3 separate regions of the Mus musculus genome follow, and all the other regions are linked to region 2. A link is a contact called in public HiChIP or PLAC-seq data. All regions are on one chromosome and are shown on one strand. The core of a region is the stretch at or near the end of the contact, and the rest is flanking DNA. Distances in the headings are between cores, read along the strand shown. Region 1 overlaps Sorcs2 (sortilin-related VPS10 domain containing receptor 2). Region 2 overlaps Ablim2 (actin-binding LIM protein 2). Region 3 overlaps Sorcs2 (sortilin-related VPS10 domain containing receptor 2).

What was found. HiChIP or PLAC-seq counts read pairs in DNA pulled down with a chosen protein or histone mark.
Region 1: a FOXA1 HiChIP or PLAC-seq map of pancreatic cancer cells shows a contact between it and region 2. The contact joins two enhancer-like sites. A contact is called at or near these places in 2 of 115 datasets of contacts at active chromatin or transcription factors (embryonic stem cells and pancreatic cancer cells).
Region 3: a contact with region 2 is called in a FOXA1 HiChIP or PLAC-seq map of pancreatic cancer cells. The contact joins two enhancer-like sites. A contact is called at or near these places in 1 of 484 Hi-C or Micro-C datasets (the HL-1 cell line) and 1 of 115 datasets of contacts at active chromatin or transcription factors (pancreatic cancer cells).

Annotation. Positions count from the first base shown.
Region 1 is chr5:36,135,109-36,137,808 of GRCm38.p6, reverse strand. The region is part of intron 3 of Sorcs2 (sortilin-related VPS10 domain containing receptor 2); the gene reads left to right. Among named protein-coding and RNA genes, the nearest start is that of Gm52810, 9.8 kb to the left of the region's middle. Within about 2 kb of position 1,343, at least 18 of the 459 cell types and tissues checked have an H3K27ac peak or open chromatin away from gene starts, as enhancers often do. A contact at or near this core is called in pancreatic cancer cells, where this site is marked.
Region 2 is chr5:35,769,916-35,772,615 of GRCm38.p6, reverse strand. All of the region lies in intron 1 of Ablim2 (actin-binding LIM protein 2), which reads right to left. Among named protein-coding and RNA genes, the nearest start is that of Ablim2, 13 kb to the right of the region's middle. Within about 2 kb of position 1,330, at least 34 of the 459 cell types and tissues checked have an H3K27ac peak or open chromatin away from gene starts, as enhancers often do. A contact at or near this core is called in pancreatic cancer cells, where this site is marked.
Region 3 is chr5:36,073,884-36,076,615 of GRCm38.p6, reverse strand. All of the region lies in intron 4 of Sorcs2 (sortilin-related VPS10 domain containing receptor 2), which reads left to right. Among named protein-coding and RNA genes, the nearest start is that of Gm52811, 9.7 kb to the left of the region's middle. Within about 2 kb of position 1,310, at least 71 of the 459 cell types and tissues checked have an H3K27ac peak or open chromatin away from gene starts, as enhancers often do. A contact at or near this core is called in pancreatic cancer cells, where this site is marked.

The DNA.
Region 1 (2,700 bases), core at 94-2,593, 370 kb before region 2:
TTGGTGCTTCATTCTTGAATTGCTCTATGCCTGTGAGTGTTCCACATATGTGAGTCCCTCAGTGAGACTTCTGTGCCCATGAGTGATCCTGCAAGTACTTTTGACCTGTTAATGACCCACATATGGGAGTGCTCTGTGTATATATGAATACTCTGTTTCTGTGAACATTCTATGCCTGTGAGTTCTTCACATGTGGGTGTTCCGTGTCTGTGAGTGCTCTGAGCCCAAGAGTAATCTTCATGTTCCAGCTCCAATTGCAAATGAGGATGATGGGACCCAGAGCAATGGGGTGACTTCCTACAGACTTAGAGAAAGCAGGACATGGACTGAGACCAATTGGAACCATAAAAAGGACAGATGGCTATGTTTGGCAAGAAGGAACTCACAATGTCCCCAGAGCCACTTTAAGGGTCCTGTGACCTCTCTCTCTCTCTCTCTCTCTCTCTCTCTCTCTCTCTCTCTTTCTCTCTCTCTCTCTCTCTCTCTCTCTCTCTCCCTCTCTCTCTCCAGTTGCCCACCTTGACCAGGAGAACTTCAGTTGAGAGAGTTGAGCTAGTGTCTTTTTGGAAAATAGATCCTCTACTCAATTTTGCTTGACTTCAGTGCTTGGAGCCCAGGTCCTACAACCCATTGTATGACTGCTGTGTCTACAGTGCTATGGAGCCCTCCTCAAGAGGCCTCCCATCTGGTCCAGGAGATTCATATACCTGCTCTTATGCTCCATCATACTGACCCCATGTGGTCCACTAGGACTGCTATGGGGTTAAAGCAGGCTTGCTCATCCAGTGTTCCTGCTCCTCCAACACCCATTGCCTCCCACTGAGCTCTGTTTGGTCCTTGGAGTCCAGGCTATAACCCTACAAGATTCATGGGTCCCCAATGCCCAAGCTATGTACCAGGCAGATAGACCAGGGCTTGTCTCCACCCTGTGGAGCTGGGCTGAAGAGTCATGAGACTGTAGATGGCCCATGGACACCCCTTCCCCAACCCTTCAGAACTGCAGTAGGGGACTGATGGGCCTCTTAGTTTGACTGGAACAGGAGGTGCCTAGAGGCAGGCTCCAGCCCTCCCAGCTGAGCCATCTGGGGGGCCTCTCTAGGGTTATGCTTATTGGGGGAGTGCCTTGGACAGGTGGGAATCTGTCAGAATGCATGGGAAGTTTGGAGAGTAGGGCCAGAAGAGGTCCTGGTTGGACAATCACAACCCCTATCAGACTCTGGATCTCAAAGCCACAGCCTGGCTGTGGTTAGGAAACTAGTTACAGAGGTGACTTAGATAGGAAGAGGCCTTGGTGTGAGCACCTCTCCTCACAGTAAGGTCTAGTGAGGCCCCACCCACCCTGTGCCTTTCTCCTGCCAGTGGTTTGAAGAACAATAACATCACCTGTTCTTTATGAGAGAGAGCCCTGCACAGTGACCATTTACCAGTGTCAGCCCAGCCCCTGCTGGTGGGGATGTGATGTCACACTCTGAGTCATGCTACATAGGGCCCTGATACAGACAGAGTGGAGCTGGAACTTCACTCCGCACCATCCTAAACTGTCCTTTATATTTTCCAGTGGTGAGGCCTGGAGGCCCTGACCAGAATTCCAGGACAAGCAATAATCAGAATAGATGCTCTAGTCCTTGTGGCTTAGGAGCCCAGGAAAAATGTGGGTGGCTGAGCCTGGGAAGCGGCTAGTAATTACCTCTATCGATCTATTTGCTCTGTCTCTCTCATCCCCATCCCCATCCTCCTGGCAGCAGGCAGGGAGGCTGTGGGCAGGCTTCCTAAAGCTGCTCTTTATTTACTCACTTCCTCTGAAGAGTGACAGAGTTTCCACTCTGTGGGGGAGGGGAGGAGAATTGATTTCTACCTGGAAGGGGGTTATGAGTAGCTGTTGGCTGGAGACAAGTGCTAGGTGGAAAGAGAGAGCAGGTAGGGGTTGGGAGCAGGCCTACACCTGTCTCCCTAGAGGTCTGAGATGGACCCTCAGACTCCATCTCTGTGGAGGAGGTGACAGTATCTCTCCTAGGAGAGGCTGTTCTCTGTGTCTGAGGCCTTGTTTGCCTCTTGACTAAGGCCAAAGCATGGCAGCTCAGCTGCCTGGGGTCCCACACTCACAAGGTCATTTCTAGGTCCCCATGGAAGGAAAGACATTTTTTATGTCACATTTCCCTTTCTTGGGTTTACACCTTTTCTAGGGCATAATGAGGCACTTAGTATAGCTGTAGTCAAGATGGGCAGAGGTCCTGGGAATTAGACAGCTGAAGCGTACCATGCTAGCTGGAGATGTGGTCCTCTGGTTGCTGACAATAAGGAGCCAGGGCAGGGATCTCTGCATGGGCATCAAGTAGTTCAAGTGATGGGCTAGCCTTGAACCCAAGTCTTGCAAGTCTACATCTTTGAATATTATCTCCTGGCCAAAACCTCAGGACACAGAAGCCAACAACCGGGTCTTACCCATCCACATGTCCTCATCCTAAGCCCAGAAGGACTCCGGACTTTGTTTACCCTGTCAGCACACAGGACAGCTATGAACAGATGCATCATGGGACAAGTGGATCTGAAGTTCAGGCCCCCAAGGAACAAGTATAGACATGGGGTAGGGATTAGAGTCTGAGACATCTTAGTAATTCATCCATCTACTTATCTGCTCATCTATTTTCTGTCTGTCCATCCATCTGTCTCTCTACCTATCCAGACAGCTAGTCTTTCATC
Region 2 (2,700 bases), core at 81-2,580:
TCTTCCTCGCCATGTGTAGTTAGTTAGCATCTTGTGCGTCTTCCTCAATGGATGGGGACTTCTGAGGGAGGAATGCCATCCTAGCCAGAGTTGGACACAGAAGTGACTCTGCCAGCATGTCTCAAAACTACTGTACTGACTGTTAGGAGCCAGTTGTCTTAAGGACACTGGGGCAGGGTAGGGGATGCCCCAGCTGAAGAAGGCTAAGGTCTAGGAGCCATGTCTCCTGGCATCTGTCACATCAGCAAATGTCATGTCCTTCTTAGACAATTACCCAGCCAGCTGCCCGATTTAGACAAGTGCCTTGCTAGCTTAAGCAGAGAGCCCTGTATGAGACCCACTGAGTCTCATAGAGTGTCGGGGGGGGGGGGCTCAGAGTCAGAAAAAGGAGATACTCTAGCTTAGAATAAACCACCAGTGGGAAAGAGGCCCCAGAGCCCCTGGTATGGGACAAAAATCACCCCAAGATTCCAACTTATGGTCAGATGCACTTTCCAAGGTGCCAGCCATGGAATCATGGTCCCATTTCAAGTAAAAGGGAGGACTTACCTTTCCTTCCACAGTGAAAGTACCTTTCAGTGTATAATAAATAGTACCACAATGTCCCTGTCTCACAACAGCTGAAAAACAGGAGCCTCTGCCCGAGTGCTGATCTGTCTGTGGGAAGGGGTAGCTGGAGGTGGGAAGGAATCTGGACAGAAGGCTAGCCCAACGCTGAGTGTCACTAGGAAGGTTCCTCCTCGACTCAGTATGCCCACCTGTAAAATGGGTGACGCTTTAGAGGTGAGGTTGTCGCTTTGCTACAGATGGTCCCTATGCCCTCAGCTCACAGGGCAGTTTGCTCCACCCATGAGAGAGACACTGTTAATTATTTCAAATAGGTACCCAACCTCCAGCAGGACAGTGCTACCTGTGTTCAGGGTGGGTCTCCCCTCCCCAGTAAATCCAATCTACAAACTCCCTCCCAGATGTGCACCAGGTGCATCTGCTGGGTCATTCTAGACCCTATCAAGTATTAACCATTACAGATGGTTTCTATCAGATACAGGGCTGCCACCTTCACTGGCTTCAGAACTGGAAAGGCATTGTGGGAGACACACATTCCTGGCCTGCAGGTCTGAACCCCACTGTCCAGCCCTGCCCATCCCATGACCTTAGGCAGATCACACTTCATGTTCAATTGGAACACAATGAATGCAAATAGGAACAGTGACATCACAGGGATTTGTAAGGGTTGGAGGTCATTCCTGCACACGTCCCCAGAGCCCTTAGAAGCTATAAAACCCAGGCATTGATTGCTATGAGATAAAACAATGGGGCCCTGGGGCCCCGCCCCACCCTGGGGCCTCGCCCCACCCCTGTCAGCAGCCTGGGTTCTGAGGTCGCCACACCCGGGGTATATTTAGCTCTCCGCTGAAACACTGCCAGGTGTGAGCATTCCCTCTGACCAAGGACACGGAATTTCAGCAGAGCAGCAATCTCTCATCAGCAACGTGAGGTTTGCTCCTGCACAGAAGCCCCTCTTTCGTTCATAACTGCAGATGAACCCATCACCGGAGATCACAACACGCAAACACGTGGGCCCCTGGACTGGCAGCCTGCCAGGTGTCACTCAGAGCCCAGGCTCTGCCGTGAGTGTAGACTACCAGCCGTGGGTAGGGAAGCCAATGGCTGCTCTCCAGGGAAACATCCTTGAGACCAGTCTGAGCATCATTCACACAGCCTTGAAATGAATCAGCTCTGAGAACCCGAGAAGCAATGAGCTGGGGTAAAGGAAGAGTTCTCATCGCGCCTTTACCTCTTGATGGATTTTCCTCTGACGTAAGACAGCGCTGTGTACAAACACAGATCCTGAACTCTGCATCTGTTGATGACACCGATGCTCAGTCTATTAATCCCTCAGTATCACTTTAACGAGAGTATAATATTCTATCCTTAATCGGAAGTTCTTAGAGTGACCCAGAGATTTCTAGTAGTCCCCAAGGTGCTCTTGGGGCTTATTGAGGTCAAGACCATTTTGCTACTAAGACTAGAAAGTTCTGGACATCAGTTGATGTTATTGTTTGGATATTATGGTGGTTTGAATGAAAATGGCTCCTTAGGTTCATAGGGAGTGGCACAATTGGGAGGTGTGGCCCTGCTGGAGTAGGTGTGGCCTTGTTGGAGGAGACATGTCAGTAAAGGTGGGCTTTGAGGTTTTAGAAGCTCAAGCCAAGCCTAGTGAGTCACTCTCTTCCTACTGCCTGGGGATCCAGATGTAGACCTCTCAGCTAATTCCCCAGCGCCATGTCTGCCTGCAGGCTGCCACGTGATAAAAGACTAAACCTCTGAACTGTAAGCCAGCCCCCATCAAATGTTGTCCTTTGTAAGAGTTGCTGTGGTCCAGAAATAAAACTTTAAGACAGTTACTGAGTGTTCTCAAAAGGAGTATGTGTTGAAGGCTTGACCCCCCTATGAGGAGGAGGAGCCCTTATGAGATGCAGCCTAGAGGGAGGCCCTTGGATCACTGGAGTTAATCATCCATCTTTGTTTCTTGTCCGTAGATGTGATGAAATACTCTGACAAAAGCAACTGAAGGGTTTACTTTTGTCCTGGGCTCAAGGCACAGACCATGCCAGCAGGAGGTGCAGGCAGCAAGAGCTGGACCACAATTAGGAAACACAGAGAGAGAGATGAGCAAACATTAGTGCTCAACTCACT
Region 3 (2,732 bases), core at 61-2,560, 300 kb before region 2:
GTACTGACATACAGTTTCAGAGGTTCAGTTTATTATCACCATGGAGGGAAGCATAGCAGTGCACAGCAGACATGGTAATGGAGGAGCCGAGAGTTCTTCATCTTAATCTGCAGGCAACAGACAGAGACTGTGTGCCACACTGTGTGCACAGTTTGAGCATAGGAAACCTCAAAGCCCACCCCACAGTGACACATTTCCTCCAACCAGGCCACACCTCCTAATAGAGATATTCTCTATGGCTAAGCATTCAAACACATAAGTCTTTGGGGGCCATACCTATTTAAACCACCATAGGTAGATTATGGATGGATGGATGGATGGATGAATAGATTTGGATAGACTGTGATATATATATAATGAATAGATGGATGAGTTCAGGGGTGGAGCCAGATGAGCAAACAGATTAGTACATAGGAATGTGGGGTAGTGGAAAGATGCCTGGCTGAGTAGGATGGTGGATGGATATGTGGGCGGGAGATAGATGGTGAGTAAATAAGTGGATGGATGGATGAATGGATCGATTGAAGTTGGTTAAATGAATGAACATATGGATCAATGACAAATTCCTACTAACAGGGGTCAGCCAGGTAAGAGAACCCCAAGTGGAACCCTTGGTGATGGCCAAGGCCAGCTTTCCCCAGAGCCCAGCCTTCTTGCCAAGGTCTAACACATATTGTCTAGTGTCCCTGGCCTATGGCTGCCTGTCTATTCCTACCTCTTTCCCTCAGGGCTGCACACCCTTATGGGTATTAATAGCAGTACTTAGCCTTCCATGTAATTAGACCAAAGCGCAGCTACGGCGAGTTATTTTCCTGAAGAAATTGACTGTGTTGCAATTGCTCCTTAATTTATGGTGCCCTGAAAAATTAATGGAGCTGAAAACCTTGGTTATTTTCCTTGGCTCTTTTCTGTGATGACAAGGAAAGAAAGGAGAGGAAAAAAAGGTTTAATTGCTGTTATAAAAGGAACTAGGGATTTGGGGAAATTAGTAAGTGATGGCCGTCTTGAGTTTTGTGGGGGCTTGGTGGTCTGTCAATGCTTAGATGCCCAAGAAGCTGTGTCTGAAGTGGAATCAGGCCAGCTCTGACTCTACAAATCTACAGGCTTGCTGTTAGCCAGGCGTCTGGACACTGCTGAAAGGCACACACTGCTAAGCACTCTGGCTCAGAGCAGTACACTGGGCATTGGTCCTAGGTCCTTAGGTAGCTGGGGCTATGCCAGGCTTTTCTGGAATGTTCTGGGTGTGGTTCCTGGCTAGGAGTGTCCAGGATTCCATGTGGCTCTCATCTGGGAAGTATGCTGGTCTCACCACATTGGGTGGAACAAAACAGAAACTTGACCAGCTTCAACTTTGACCAGACAGTCATACACCAGGTCCAGAGGCCCCAAGTAGGCACAAACAGCCTATGAACAGGAGTGAGCTGGCCACTCAGTCCCAGACTCCTTTCCCCTGCTCTGCCATCCCCTCACCCACCTCTCCTTCCTCTTCCAGGATGCCTGCCCTTGCTCTAACAAAGGCTCTGCCTCACTTGGGAGTATCCTGCCTTCCGCTGTTCCTTCCTCACTATGTCATGATTTGGGACACAATCTGAGGTACCTTACTGTACCTACAGAATTTTTGGGTGATACCCAATATGTGTTCCTCCCAAGTCTTAGCAAGGTCCTAAGCCTCCCAAGACCTGTTCGTCCTTTCTACCCAGATCTCTTGGGAATACTTTCTTATCACCCACAGCCTTATCTCCCTGGGCCAGAACTGTAGACCTGCTTTCTGGCTGGGGTACTTATTTCTAAGATAAGGTCAGATTCACTTTGTTTTGCTTTGTTTCCCTCTTTTCCTCTCTTCCAGTCAAGAAATACTTCTGGGTCTGGGGAAATGGCTCAGTCTGCAATTGCATTTTGTACAAGCATGAGAACCCGAGTTCATATCCCCAGCACCTATGTAAAAAGCAGAATGTATATTTCCCTCTGCACTCCAGAGTTAAGCATGCTCCCTGAGACAGAGGATGTACCCCAAGGAGAGAAGGAAACACCTCATCTCGATTTGACTTTCTAAACCCTGTGAACACATTCCTACTCTGACCCAATAGTCTAGCTGCAAGAGAGTCAGTGCAATGGCAGGCATTAGTGTTCCACCTATGAAGACAAGGCATTCTGAGCAAGGGAGAATGAAAGCTGAGCACTTTCAACAGTGATGCCACCAGAGCTCAGAGCAAAGCTGCTGGCCCTCTGGTCCCATATGAGGGTCACTTATATGTACTCCTTGGTGCACTTTCCCATAATGTCACCTTCTCCTTGCCTTGGCTGAATTTTCTTACCCTTTCTCAGAGAAGCAATGCCTTAAAGTACATTCCACCAATCTCCTGATATGCACCCTCTGGAGCTGATCTTCCACCCTGCCACAGGCTACCTTTATGTAGATTTTAGCTACTCAGCTATCCCTCCAGTGTTGGCTCTTGTTTATTTTCAACGTTTATCTTTTATTAAGCAGAAGTGTTCTATTTCTGCAGAATTGATGACAGATAGTAAAATCACCTCCCCCCCCCATGAGAATGAATTGGAAAGGCTCCATAAAGCTCTTGGATGGGTATAATAAACACCAGCACATTGGTGGGGATAACAGTGGTAATGCCCCCATTAATGCAAAAGATGTTGCCACTAGACCCTTAAATGTTTTTCTTCTTGACTGGCTGTGGGTGTGAGCTCTCCCAATTTACAGATGTATAAACTGATTC